3 separate regions of the Sus scrofa genome follow, and regions 1 and 3 are each linked to region 2. Evidence: chromatin contacts called from public HiChIP or PLAC-seq and promoter capture Hi-C data. All regions are on one chromosome and are shown on one strand. The core of a region is the stretch at or near the end of the contact, and the rest is flanking DNA. Distances in the headings are between cores, read along the strand shown. Region 1 holds the start of PACSIN3 (protein kinase C and casein kinase substrate in neurons protein 3). Region 2 holds the start of PSMC3 (26S protease regulatory subunit 6A). Region 3 holds the start of AGBL2 (cytosolic carboxypeptidase 2).

Region 1 (3,644 bases), core at 41-2,540, 190 kb after region 2:
AGCCAAAAATACCCCCCCAACCCTCCACATCTCTATCTACACTGTGCTTTAAATGTTGCAGAGCAACCCACAGCATGAGTGAACTTTAGGATTATTCAACCATTGCCCTCTTGATTGACATCTGTTTGCAGTTTTTCCCTTATTGCAAAAAAATACTATACACAAATTTCCCTGTACCTTTTTCTGCACTTGTACATGTTTGTCTAGGGTAGATACCAAAAAGTGGAATTGCTGGGTCACCAAGTCATAAGCTAACACCTCTGGGGCTTGGCACACCCTAGTGCTCCCGCCTAGAATGCCTCTGCACATGACTCATTCCTGTTCATCAAGACCAGTCAAGTGTCATCACTCAGTGAAAGGTGGTCTCTTCTGCTTCTGTTTTCCCATAGTACTTCCTGTCCATATTATCTCATTATCATAAACTTATGGCTCTGCCTTATTGGTCTTTGTATTCCCAACACCCAGCATACGGCTAAGCATAAAGCCAAAATTCAAATGTTTTCTTGACTGGATGAATGAAGGCATAAATAAATAATGAAGGTACTGTGGTTAGGACATTCCAGAAAGTCAAGGTGAGTCTGTGAGTGTTGTGAACTTGGGCTTTGGACCAATCTGCCGCCTGGTGCCCTGAGCCAAGCTGCGTCTCTGGGTTTCTGTCCGCTTAGTCTCTGACCTCGGGCATCTCATCTTAAACTCTGTTCAAGTTGTGTACCTCACGGTGGAGCCCTGTGAATGTGTAGGGGCTCTGGCCACAGAGCACAGACATATGAGCCCTGGGGCAGCACTGGCAGGGGTTGGCTTTCCAAGGTTAGCTCTGTCTCCTTTCACCCTTGAAGCAGCTTAGTATCCCTGGGTTTTGGTTTATTTTTTCTCCCTGCAGTACTTTAGAGGCAATTAAGATCAGCTGCAACATTTCTGCTTGCTGCCTCCAGATCTGAACCCAGGGGAAGCCAGATGTTTTCCACTAGCATTCCCTCTTGTGGTCTGATGAACAGCCCTGTTTTCTGAGTCTCTCTGTGACCTAGCTTCCTCAGATCCCAAAGCCTGGCTTGCAGCCTTTATTTTTAATAGGGTTTTAATAGGTGGCTCCTGTAATTAACTTCATTCTTGTGTTTTCACACTTTCTGTCCAGGTGCCTAGAGGCCCCCAGGCACTAGGTGGGATGTTAACTGATTTTGAATAATACAGAACCTTATGGCTGTCATTAGCTATTACCTCAGCTCCTCTGATTTGCAGTTAGTTGTTTTACAATCATTAATTAGCTGGGGCACATGCCCATTTGGGAGGTCAGCCCAGTCACCCGTCATGTTTCACAGAGGTAGAAACAGATATGGAGGAAAAAGGACTTGTCCAAGTCCCAACAGAGAGAGTGGGTGTTGAAACTTGTTTCAGAAGCTACGTTCTGCTGCGTACACACCCTGTGAGCGCCAAGGCAAGGATCCACTACTCAGGTACGATTGCGCAGCTGTCTCAGGTGCCCAGCTGACGATTGCACCCTCCCACAAGGACTGCGGAGAAGTCAGCCCTCAGCAGCTAAAATTACCACCTGAAATTACTCCCATTCATTCTCTTTAGGCCCCCTTTCCATTTTATGAGCAGATTTATCTGCCCAAAGAACGCGAACGTGATTCCTCCGGGATTTAGAAACTACATAATTTTGCTATTTTTAAAGCTGCCGTTTGAAAATCTGTGCTCTCATACTCACACTCCTCAAGGAGTGGGGGCGGGGGTGGGGCTGCAGCGGGTGGGGACGAAGAGTACGTGCTGCGGGGAGAACAGCATGGCTCTTGGCCTCCCAGAGCGCCGCTCTGTCCTCTGGGGAGGCGCTCCTCAGAGCACGCGGGAGGGTTTGCAACCCCCAGCAACTTGGGCCGCTCGGACTCCCGGAGCGGCCCAGGCGTCGGATTCCGGCGACCTGCGCCCCCTTTCTGCTGCCAGACGGAGGGCAGCGCCGCGGGTCCCCCAGCCCTAGAGGGAGCGGGAAGGGAGAGGCGGTCGAGCAGGTGGCGGTTAGGTCAGCCTCGGAACATTCTTGGACCGCTCCAGTGGATATAAATAACCGACGGATAGGCTCCGAAATGTCTCGGGGTGGGGGGCAAGGGGGTGAGGAAGAAGGGATTTATTCAGTGTGGGGGGTGGTATCGGGGCATTCTGGAAAGATCTACCAAACCTTTGGTAGCTGACAAAGGGGATGGAAGGGCGAAGGGGTTTAAGAATGAATCGTAATTGGGTTGTGATGATCGTTGTGGTGAACTATAAATGTAATAAGATTCATTGAGTTAAAAAAAAAAGAATCGTGATACACTATCTGGGAATAACGCGGAGGGGGAGGAGCTCAAGCCTTTCTGCCCCACCCCCACCGAAGTCAGACCTAGTCCTCAGAATGGGCCCCCAGACTGGCAAGGAGGGCTGTGCAAGGAAGGGGTCTTTGGAGTCCCGGACCTGCCTGACTACAGCTCTGAGGTCTCTGAGCCTCACTTTCTGCATCTATTCAACGGGAGCCCTAATGCTTGCAAGAGGATGGTTATGAGCCTCGTCGGAGCTAATTTCTAACTAAGAAAGCTGTGCTCAGCAAAAAGAGTAAGGCAGTGTAGCCCCAGACCTCCCTCCAAAGGGAGCCGGTGCAGGCCCCATCCCTTCCCGCTTCCACTGGTCTCCCAGGCTCTGAGGAGGCCTGGGAGGGGCAAAGCCGAAATCTGACTCCCTATAGCGCCGAGGCACCACCCAGGAGAGTCGGCCCTCATTCGGGACCCAAGACCCCAAGGCCCGCGCCCCTGGAGCCGCGATGCAGGCAGCTCCTGCGCCCCCGCCGCTAGCCGGTGGGGTTGGGGCAGCAGAGCCGAGGAGAGGGCGGGGCCGGGGGCTGGGCTTCCCGGGGGAGGGCCCGGCGCACTCCGGGAGGCGGTGGCCCCGGCCTGGGAGCCGCAGGACTCGGGCAGGAGCGTGGCCAGACCCCCACCCGCCGAGGCGCCCAGGGAGGACGCGGTGAGTGCTGCCCGGGCGGGGACCGTGGGGAGGCGGCGGCAGGAGCTGCTGCTCGAGCCCGCCCTCTCCTCCTCCCGCTCCGAAAGTTTGCAATGGGACCGACTCCCGCCGGGGGAGCCCCCGGCCGCCGCGCCCTGCGGGAAGACTGCAAGAGCTGCCGCTGAGCCGACAGGGTGCCTCATCTGCGGCGCAGCGCACCCGACAATTTCCCAGACCTGCCAGGGGGAGGGAGGCGTCGGGGTTGGCAGGCCACACCATCTCCTGGGGTCCCTAAAAGCCCCCAAATCGCCCTGGGACCCCAGGAGGGACCTTGATCCCTAGAGACCCCTCGTTCTTTGCAAAGAGCTCAAATTCCTGGGGCCGCTGTCCCTGGCCACCATCTGGAGTACACGGCGGCGCCGGCCAAGGCAGGGTGCGCCCCCTCCGCTGAGCGGTGACCGGCTGGCTCCACCCCCGCCGAGGCCAAGTTCAACAAGTTTGGCCAATTAGTCCTGGAGTCTCCATGGCTAGGCCTGGCCCGACCGCTCCGCGTGGGTTCCTTGGGCTGCGAGTTGTGCGGCGCCGGCCGCCAGAGAGGCTGGTGGAAGGGTGCCGTCCATGAGGGTTGGGGCCAGAGACCGGCAGCCCTTGGGCTGGGTGGTTTGGTGTGAGGGCTCCGG
Region 2 (3,677 bases), core at 480-2,979:
GAGGCCTGTAACTGATGAGGGAGGCGAGGAGTGGGGGTCAAGGTCCTGGAGAAAGTCGTGGGGGAATGAAAACCCCCAGGGCCCTGTGGGCCATTGTAGGGACTTTGGCTCTTACTCTGAGTGAATCATGTAGCTGCTACAGAATTGTGAACAGAGTGACACAATCTGACTAGTTTTCCATTATGGCTCAGTGGTAACAAACCCAACTAGTACCCATGGCCCTGCTCAGTTGGTTAAGGATCCGGCATTGCTGCAAAGCCTCGGTGTAGGTCCCAGATAAGGTTCAGATCTGGTGTTGCTGTGGCTGTGGTGTAAGCCAAAGCTGCAACTCCAATTCAACCCCTAGCCAGGGAACTTCCATATGCTATGGGTGCAGCCATAAAAAGAAAAAAAAAAAAAAAAAAAGGATATTTATGGAGGTGGGAAGTCTCCAATATCTGTAGAGTAAATTGACAAACTGGAAACCCAGGAATGCTGATGGTTTAGCTTCATCAAAATCATAAGGCCTGAGAACCAGGAGAGCTGATAGTGTAAATTCTAGTCTGAAAGCCAGCAGGTACAAGACCCTAGAAGAAAGAGGCTGATGTTTCAGTTCAAGTCTCAATCCTGAAAAAGACCCATGTGCCAGTTCAAGGCAGTCAGGCAGGAAGAGTTCCCTCTTTCCCTGGGGATAGTCAGCCTTTTTGTGCTAGTCAGATCTTCAACTGATTGGATGAGGCCCACCCTCTTTTAGGGAATCCCCTAATTCTTTTTTTTTTTTTTCAGGGCTCCACTCGTGGCATATGGAGGTTCCCGGGGCTAGGGCTGGAGGTGTAGCCACTGGCCTATGCCACAGCCACAGCAACGACAGATCCGAGCCACATCTATGACCTACACCACAGGTCAGGCAACACAGAGTCCTTAAACCACTGAGCGAGGCCAGGGATGGAACCTGCGTCCTCATGAATGCTAGTCAGATTCATTTCCCATGAACCACAATGGGAACTCCCATTTTTTTTATTTTATAAGGGCCACACCTGCAGCATACTGAAGTTTCCAGGCTAGGGGTCAAATCGAAGCTGCAGCTGCCGGCCTAAGCTACAGCTACAATGCCAGATCTGAGCCACATCAGTGACCTACCAAGAGGCTTGCAGCAACGCCTCTTAGCCCACTGGGCCAGACCAGGGATCAAACCTGCATCCTCCGGGATACTAGTCAGTTGGTAATTGCTGAGCCACAACAGGAACTCCATTAAGAGAATTCCCTAATTCTTAACTGGGCCAGTTTCTGAGGTTGAAAGCCCCCCTTCAAAAATGGCTTTTCAGGGGTTCCTGTTGTGGTGTAGCGGAAACAAATCCGACTAGTATTCCTGAAGATGCGGGTTCATCCCTTGCTTTGCTCACTGGGCTGGGGTTCTGGCTTGGCCGCGAGCTGCGGTGTGGGCCGCAAATGAGGCTATGATACCGAGTTGCTGTGGTTGTGGCTCCGACTCCACCCCTAGCCTGGGAACTTCCATTTGCCGGGAATGCACCCCTCGCCCTCGCTCCCGCCCGCGCCAAAAGCAGCAAAAGAGCCTTTTCATGCGCCCGCTGGACTAGGACTACATTGCCCAAAGGCCGTCTCGTTCCCCTCTTTTCTCCTTCCTCTTACGTTTTTACATCAAGGCCACGCCCCTCTGCGCGTGTCAGCCAATAGCGCATTACCTCTTGCGATGGCATAAACAGGACGAGGGCGGGAACGGTTCCGGAGCCTTAGGGGCGGGTCCTGTGGCCCGGGCCTCGTCTTTTGAATCGCAGACGCAGATTCGCTGTGGTAACGCGGCGCAAGCTAATTCTGTCAAGAGTCAGGACTTGGAGAAAGAGGGCTGGCGTTAGTCAAGCGCAGGAGTTAAGAAAGACATTATTAATCTCTCGCCCCGGCTGCTGTCCGGTTTAATCTTCAACCTTCTCCTCCAGGAAATGAATCTGCTGCCGCAGCTCGAGAGTCCAGTGACTCGGCAGGAGAAGATGGCGACGGTGTGGGATGAGGCTGAGGTGCGCGGCGGGAGAGCTTGGGGTCTTGGAGCCAGGGGCCAGCGTAGAGATGCTCTTGTCAGGAGGGGAGGCGGTGGCTGGGGGCGGGGGGGGTCAAGAGCTAGCCCGGTCCGGGGGTTGGGGCCGCTGGGGATGTGGGCAAGGGTCTTATGGTTTTATGGATGAGGAAACTGAGGCTGAGCTCACAGTCATCAGTTAGCTGCCCTGAGTTTAATAAAAAAATTTTTTCACAGCAAGATGGAATCGGGGAGGAAGTACTCAAGATGTCCACAGAAGAGATCGTGCAGCGCACACGGCTGCTGGACAGTGAAATCAAGGTGGGCGCACAACCCCTGATCCCAGCTGCTACTCTCACGTCTTTCTCGACCTCCCTAGGGGCGGTGTGGGGACCGCCCTCTGACCAGGAAAAGAGAGAAGAAAACTAAGCTTTAAAAGGGACCAGAAGAGAGGGTAGCAGGAGACCAGGCCTGAGAGGAGGACTCATCAGACTGCCTTTCCCAGCGAGGTCTTTCAGTCTTCCCCTGGAGAATCCCTTTTTTAGGAAGTCCCCGTTTTACAGATGAAGAAACTGAGGCTCACAGAGGTTTTTTTTTACTCTGGTGAAGTACACAGCCTGTAACAAAAGGCAGAAGCTAAAATCTCTGTTTGGTTGACTAAAGTCATGTTCTTTTTCCCTTTACTCCAGCTATTTCGCCAGGAGGTGTCCAGACTGGCCTCCTGTTTTGACCTCTGCTGGTTGTGGACACAGCCTGAGCTTTCAGGGAGCCTTAGAGCTGAGAGCACCGGTGCAGGAGGGTCCCTTGGGCAACCTGGACTTCACTAGTTACAAGGCCTTAGGACAAGCTGAGAGCTAAGGCTGAATGTTTGCTTCCACTTACCCCTACCCCAGATCATGAAGAGTGAAGTGTTACGAGTCACCCACGAACTCCAAGCCATGAAGGACAAGATCAAAGAGAACAGTGAGAAAATCAAAGTGAATAAGACCCTGCCGTACCTGGTCTCCAACGTCATCGAGGTGTGTGTGTATGTGGAGGGGAAGAGAGAGGGTCACTGGGGCTTGGAGATAACCTGCAAGGGGACCATTGGGGAAAGAGTGGGTGGGCGTTTGGAGGCCTAATCGCATGTAAGGGGCATCCTTTTTAGGGTTTCCTTTGTAGAGTGAATTTCCAGGGGAGATACATGGGGCTGAAGAGGCCTCCTCACGTTTCCTTTCCTACTGGCTGTTTTTCCTTGAGGGGTAGATGACCTCCGTGCAGAGAAGCAACACCTGAACAGAATCTTAACCAATCCTCTGGCTTATTAACTACACCTTTGCTGGGCTCAGGGCTAGTCTGAGGCGTGAGATAGGGGTGGCCAGTCCTGTGAGTATTCTCGGCTCCAGGAGTACTGGGCTCTGGAGAGGTCAGGGGGCTGAGCAGGGCTTCTTGAGCTGAGCTTTTTCCTTTCCCAGCTTCTGGACGTTGATCCCAATGACCAAGAGGAAGATGGTGCCAATATTGACCTGGATTCCCAGAGGAAGGGCAAGTGTGCAGTGATCAAAACCTCTACACGACAGGTGAGGCTGGTTTCAACTGTAGGATGGGTCTATGGGGGACAGGACTAGGGAGCCTTACTGAAGGCAGTTACTGAGTCTGCACCTGGAATCTTTCCTACAGACATACTTTC
Region 3 (3,614 bases), core at 197-2,696, 250 kb before region 2:
GTACTAACAGATGGCCACACTCTTCAGAGTATTCTTTCCCACAGATTCTAGAACTTATAGCTCAGTCATTTCACATACTAGGTGACATTTAAATTTCAATATAGGCAGCAGCGGCAGCAGGTGTTCATGTCCTTGATTATGAGAATTTCCCCCTTACATATGTGGCAGTAAACGTAATAAGAGCCACTCCATGTATTAATGTGTTTCCATTTTCTTGACTTGGTCCAAAGTTCACCTCCCTTTTATGTGTGAATGTATTCTCCATAAAATTCCAGTATTTAAAAAGCAGTTTACTCTTCTGTACTTTCTATTGTATCACAATCAGGTAAAAGTCACTTTAAACTGAAGAAAAAGCAAATTGTGTTTTAAAGCTGTTTGTATTTCTCCAGTTTCTGACCTTGTAAATTTGTACATATGCACTAATAAAGCTTTTTTTATACTTCTGATTGGTTATCCTTTTGCTCCTGTTTTGATTATTACTCCATGATTATGTTAACCAAGACTTAAGTCAATTTTTTTATAATCAACTACAGTATAAGACATGGGCAGACATGTCCTGTCATGAAAAAAGAATGTCAAGATCTTGTCAAGAATGTCTAGATCTTGTTCAGGAGTTAGGGACAGGATTAGAAAAACAGTCCTCTAGTACCAAAAGGTACTGTATGACTTCAATTTTGGATCTTGTACTCTGTAATATTAACTGATATTTGGCCTACTTAAATCCTGGAAATGATGTAATGTGGCTAATAGTTTGAAAAAAAAATAAAGGTGCTTTATATTTTTTCCTCTGATTTCAAAAGTAATACTTATGGTTATAGTCATACCAAGTTAACCAAAGACAATAGTTAGAATTTTATTCCAATATATTTATATGCATGCAGTTGTCGGATCAGTGTTGTGTATGCTAGTGTGTTGTTTTTTATTTACCATTATGCAAATATTAGGGTGACCATTTTGTATATAGATTGTTTTTCTTGCAATTTGCAGAGAGCAAATTTCTGAAAATAAAGGCTATCAACTAGCCATTAAAGCTTTTGCTTTGCCTAACAGTTTTCCAAACTTCCAAGAATTGCTGCAGAGTACATACTTGTCTCTATCCTACCAGAATGGAGCATATTAACTTGTTTTTCAAGTCTAGCCAGGGGATGGAGAGCCTAGGAAGGTGGAAGGAGAGAGGAAGCCGCTCTCTTTGAGCAATACTTAACAGTTTCCCTAAAGCTAGCTAAGTAATAGCAACTAAGTTTGGAGTATGTTGAGCACTACTGGCGTTGTGTTTGCCCATTAATATACCTTCGAATACCCCGAAGCGGGTCTGCAGTATATTGTGCGAAACGAGGAATGAGGCTGAAACTGGTACCCCCGCCAAGTGATCGACTTCATCCGGGTTCCACACCTATTCCTTGGGGCCTCGCTCCCCGGAAGCGCCCAGCTGCCCCGCCCTCTCGCTTCCGCCTCGCGGTTGCTAGGCTACCCAGGCCCTTGCAGAAAGTTGTGGCAAGCGAGCAAGGCGAGCGCTTCGTCTTCGCCGAGCGCTGCGGTGCCTCCAGGCTCGCTCCGGCTCCTTTGCTGCTGCTGTTGGCGCCGCGCCCATCCCTGCTAGCCCGACTGGCTAGGGTAGCCAGTCTCCCCTGTCCCCTCCTAGGAAATCTCTACGCCCGCTCCCGCGCCTCTTCAGGAAACTGTCTTTCGCCACCTTCTCCCAGATAAGGAAACATTGAAACCCTGAATTCGTTTTAAGAGCCCACTCTCCCGACCCCTGATCTTTCTTTTCCATGTCCACAGAGACGACTCCGCCGGATCCCTCCATCCCTTTTTCTTAATCTTTCCTGCGGCGTCCTGGTGGTAGGCAGCTCCTTCTTAGGGAGAAGAAAGCAATGGGGCCGGCAGGAGTCCTGGGGCTTCGGGAGAAGGAGGCTTGAAGACAAGCCGCCCTTCCTCATCAGGTGCGCATTCAGGCCTCACGGTGGGCACCACCGGCTGGGTCCTTGTTTGAGGAGCGGGTGGGTTAGCAGAAAAGAGAGCAAGGCGACAGGGGGCGTGGACGTATTTCGAGTTTTTTCGGTTGTCCTCCTGTGGTTTTTTTAGCTTCATCTGTCTAATAATCAGGTGCCTTTTGGAAATTGGGCAAGGGTGTGGCTGGACGCCGTGTCACTGACTGGTCTTCAGCATACCATGTAGAAGTAACATGTTCCCAGCATTGGAAAAAGAGCCAAAGCCGAAGGTTAGTAATACCCCTCTCCAGAAACACCACAGAAATCCAGTACTAGATTAGAAAATATATCCTGGTGGCACCTTTTTCTGGCTGGAGATCTTGATCCCAAAGATGGAATAATATGCGTAAAGGTGTTTCACTTGGTTTGTTTACAGAAATTCTAGGTATAGTGTCCTCTGTAACAATGCTTCTGTACTTTGGTTAAGAGCCAGTATTATTATTTTTTTTTATTTATTTTTTGTCTTTTTAGGGCCGAACCTACAGCATATGGAGGTTCCCAGGCTAGGGGTCTAATCAGAGCTGCAGTTGCCAGCCTACACCACAACCACAGCAATACCAGATCTCAACCACCTCTACACCACAGCTCATGGCAACGCGAGATCCTTAACCCACTGAGCAAGGCCAGGGATCAAACCTGCAACCTCACAGTTCCCAGTCAGATTCGTTTCCACTGCACCACGACAGGAACTCCAAGAGTCAGTATTACTCTTATGACAGACTATTATGCTTGTTATTATGAAAGCTCTTTCCTGATTGAGATGGTCTTTCATTTTACAGACTCTTCCTGATCCCTATGAAGATTTTATGTACCATCACCTCCAGTACTATGGTTACTTTAAAGGTAATAGCTCACTCTTATCTAGCATCACCTTTCCCGGGTTCATAAAGTGAATTGTTTAACTGGGAGAGTTATGCTTAAATCAACTAATGATGAGTTTTTCCATCACCATTAGTGAAAAGTACTTTTTTTTTTTGGCTTTTTAGGGCTGCACCTGTGATATATGGAGGTTCCCAGGCTAGGGGTCAAATCAGAGCTACAGCCCCTGGCCTACGGCCCAGCAACACAGGATCCTCATCTGCGACCTACACCACAGCTCGCAGCAACGCCAGATCCTTAACCCACTGAGCAAGGCCAGGGATCGAACCCACAACCTCATGGTTCTTAGTCGGTTTCATTAACCACTGAGCCACAGTGGGAACTCCAGTACCACCCTTTCTTAATGACACCACATGGCATTAAAATAGTCTTGATATCTGGAAAGACATGTCCTCCCATATTATTGTTCTTCAAAAGTGTCTCGGCTATTGCCATTTTATGTAATTTTAGAATTGGCTTGTGATGTTTAAAAAGCTACTGGATTTCATGGAGTCTGTAGATCAAACTTGACAAGAAAGGAGAATTTTCTAATACCAGGTTCTCTGATCTATTAATATAGCCTAATTCTCTCTTTACTTAGGTCTCCCTTAATGTCTCCCAGTAAAGATTAATAATCTTTTTCATAGAAATGTATATTCTTATGCTGTTGCAAATGGTATTTTTAAAATTTTTGATTGTCTAACTTTGTTCCTGGTATCTAGAAATGAAATTTAAGTTTTTATATTGATTTTATTTCTAGCAACA

Evidence for each region. Promoter capture Hi-C pulls out the DNA fragments that hold promoters and counts their contacts. HiChIP or PLAC-seq counts read pairs in DNA pulled down with a chosen protein or histone mark.
Region 1: a promoter capture Hi-C map of liver shows a contact between it and region 2, with 2.3 times the contacts expected there. The contact joins the promoter of PACSIN3 here to the promoter of PSMC3 in region 2. A contact is called at or near these places in 2 of 5 promoter capture datasets (fetal skeletal muscle and liver) and 2 of 47 Hi-C or Micro-C datasets (embryonic fibroblasts and liver).
Region 3: a contact with region 2 is called in an H3K27ac HiChIP or PLAC-seq map of alveolar macrophages. The contact joins the promoter of AGBL2 here to the promoter of PSMC3 in region 2. A contact is called at or near these places in 1 of 5 promoter capture datasets (liver) and 1 of 2 datasets of contacts at active chromatin or transcription factors (alveolar macrophages).

What each region holds. Positions count from the first base shown.
Region 1 is chr2:15,379,007-15,382,650 of Sscrofa11.1, forward strand. PACSIN3 (protein kinase C and casein kinase substrate in neurons protein 3) reads left to right here and starts at 1,291. Exons shown (of 10, transcript XM_021085228.1): 1 at 1,291-1,451.
Region 2 is chr2:15,183,753-15,187,429 of Sscrofa11.1, forward strand. PSMC3 (26S protease regulatory subunit 6A) reads left to right here and starts at 1,730. Exons shown (of 12, transcript XM_003122809.3): 1 at 1,730-2,012; 2 at 2,246-2,329; 3 at 2,902-3,027; 4 at 3,463-3,567; 5 at 3,668-3,677. The coding sequence starts at 1,938.
Region 3 is chr2:14,931,742-14,935,355 of Sscrofa11.1, forward strand. It overlaps AGBL2 (cytosolic carboxypeptidase 2), which reads left to right and starts at 1,447. Exons shown (of 15, transcript XM_021083073.1): 1 at 1,447-1,943; 2 at 2,107-2,221; 3 at 2,771-2,834. The coding sequence starts at 2,186. FNBP4 (formin-binding protein 4) reads left to right here. Exons shown (of 17, transcript XM_021083063.1): 17 at 1-446.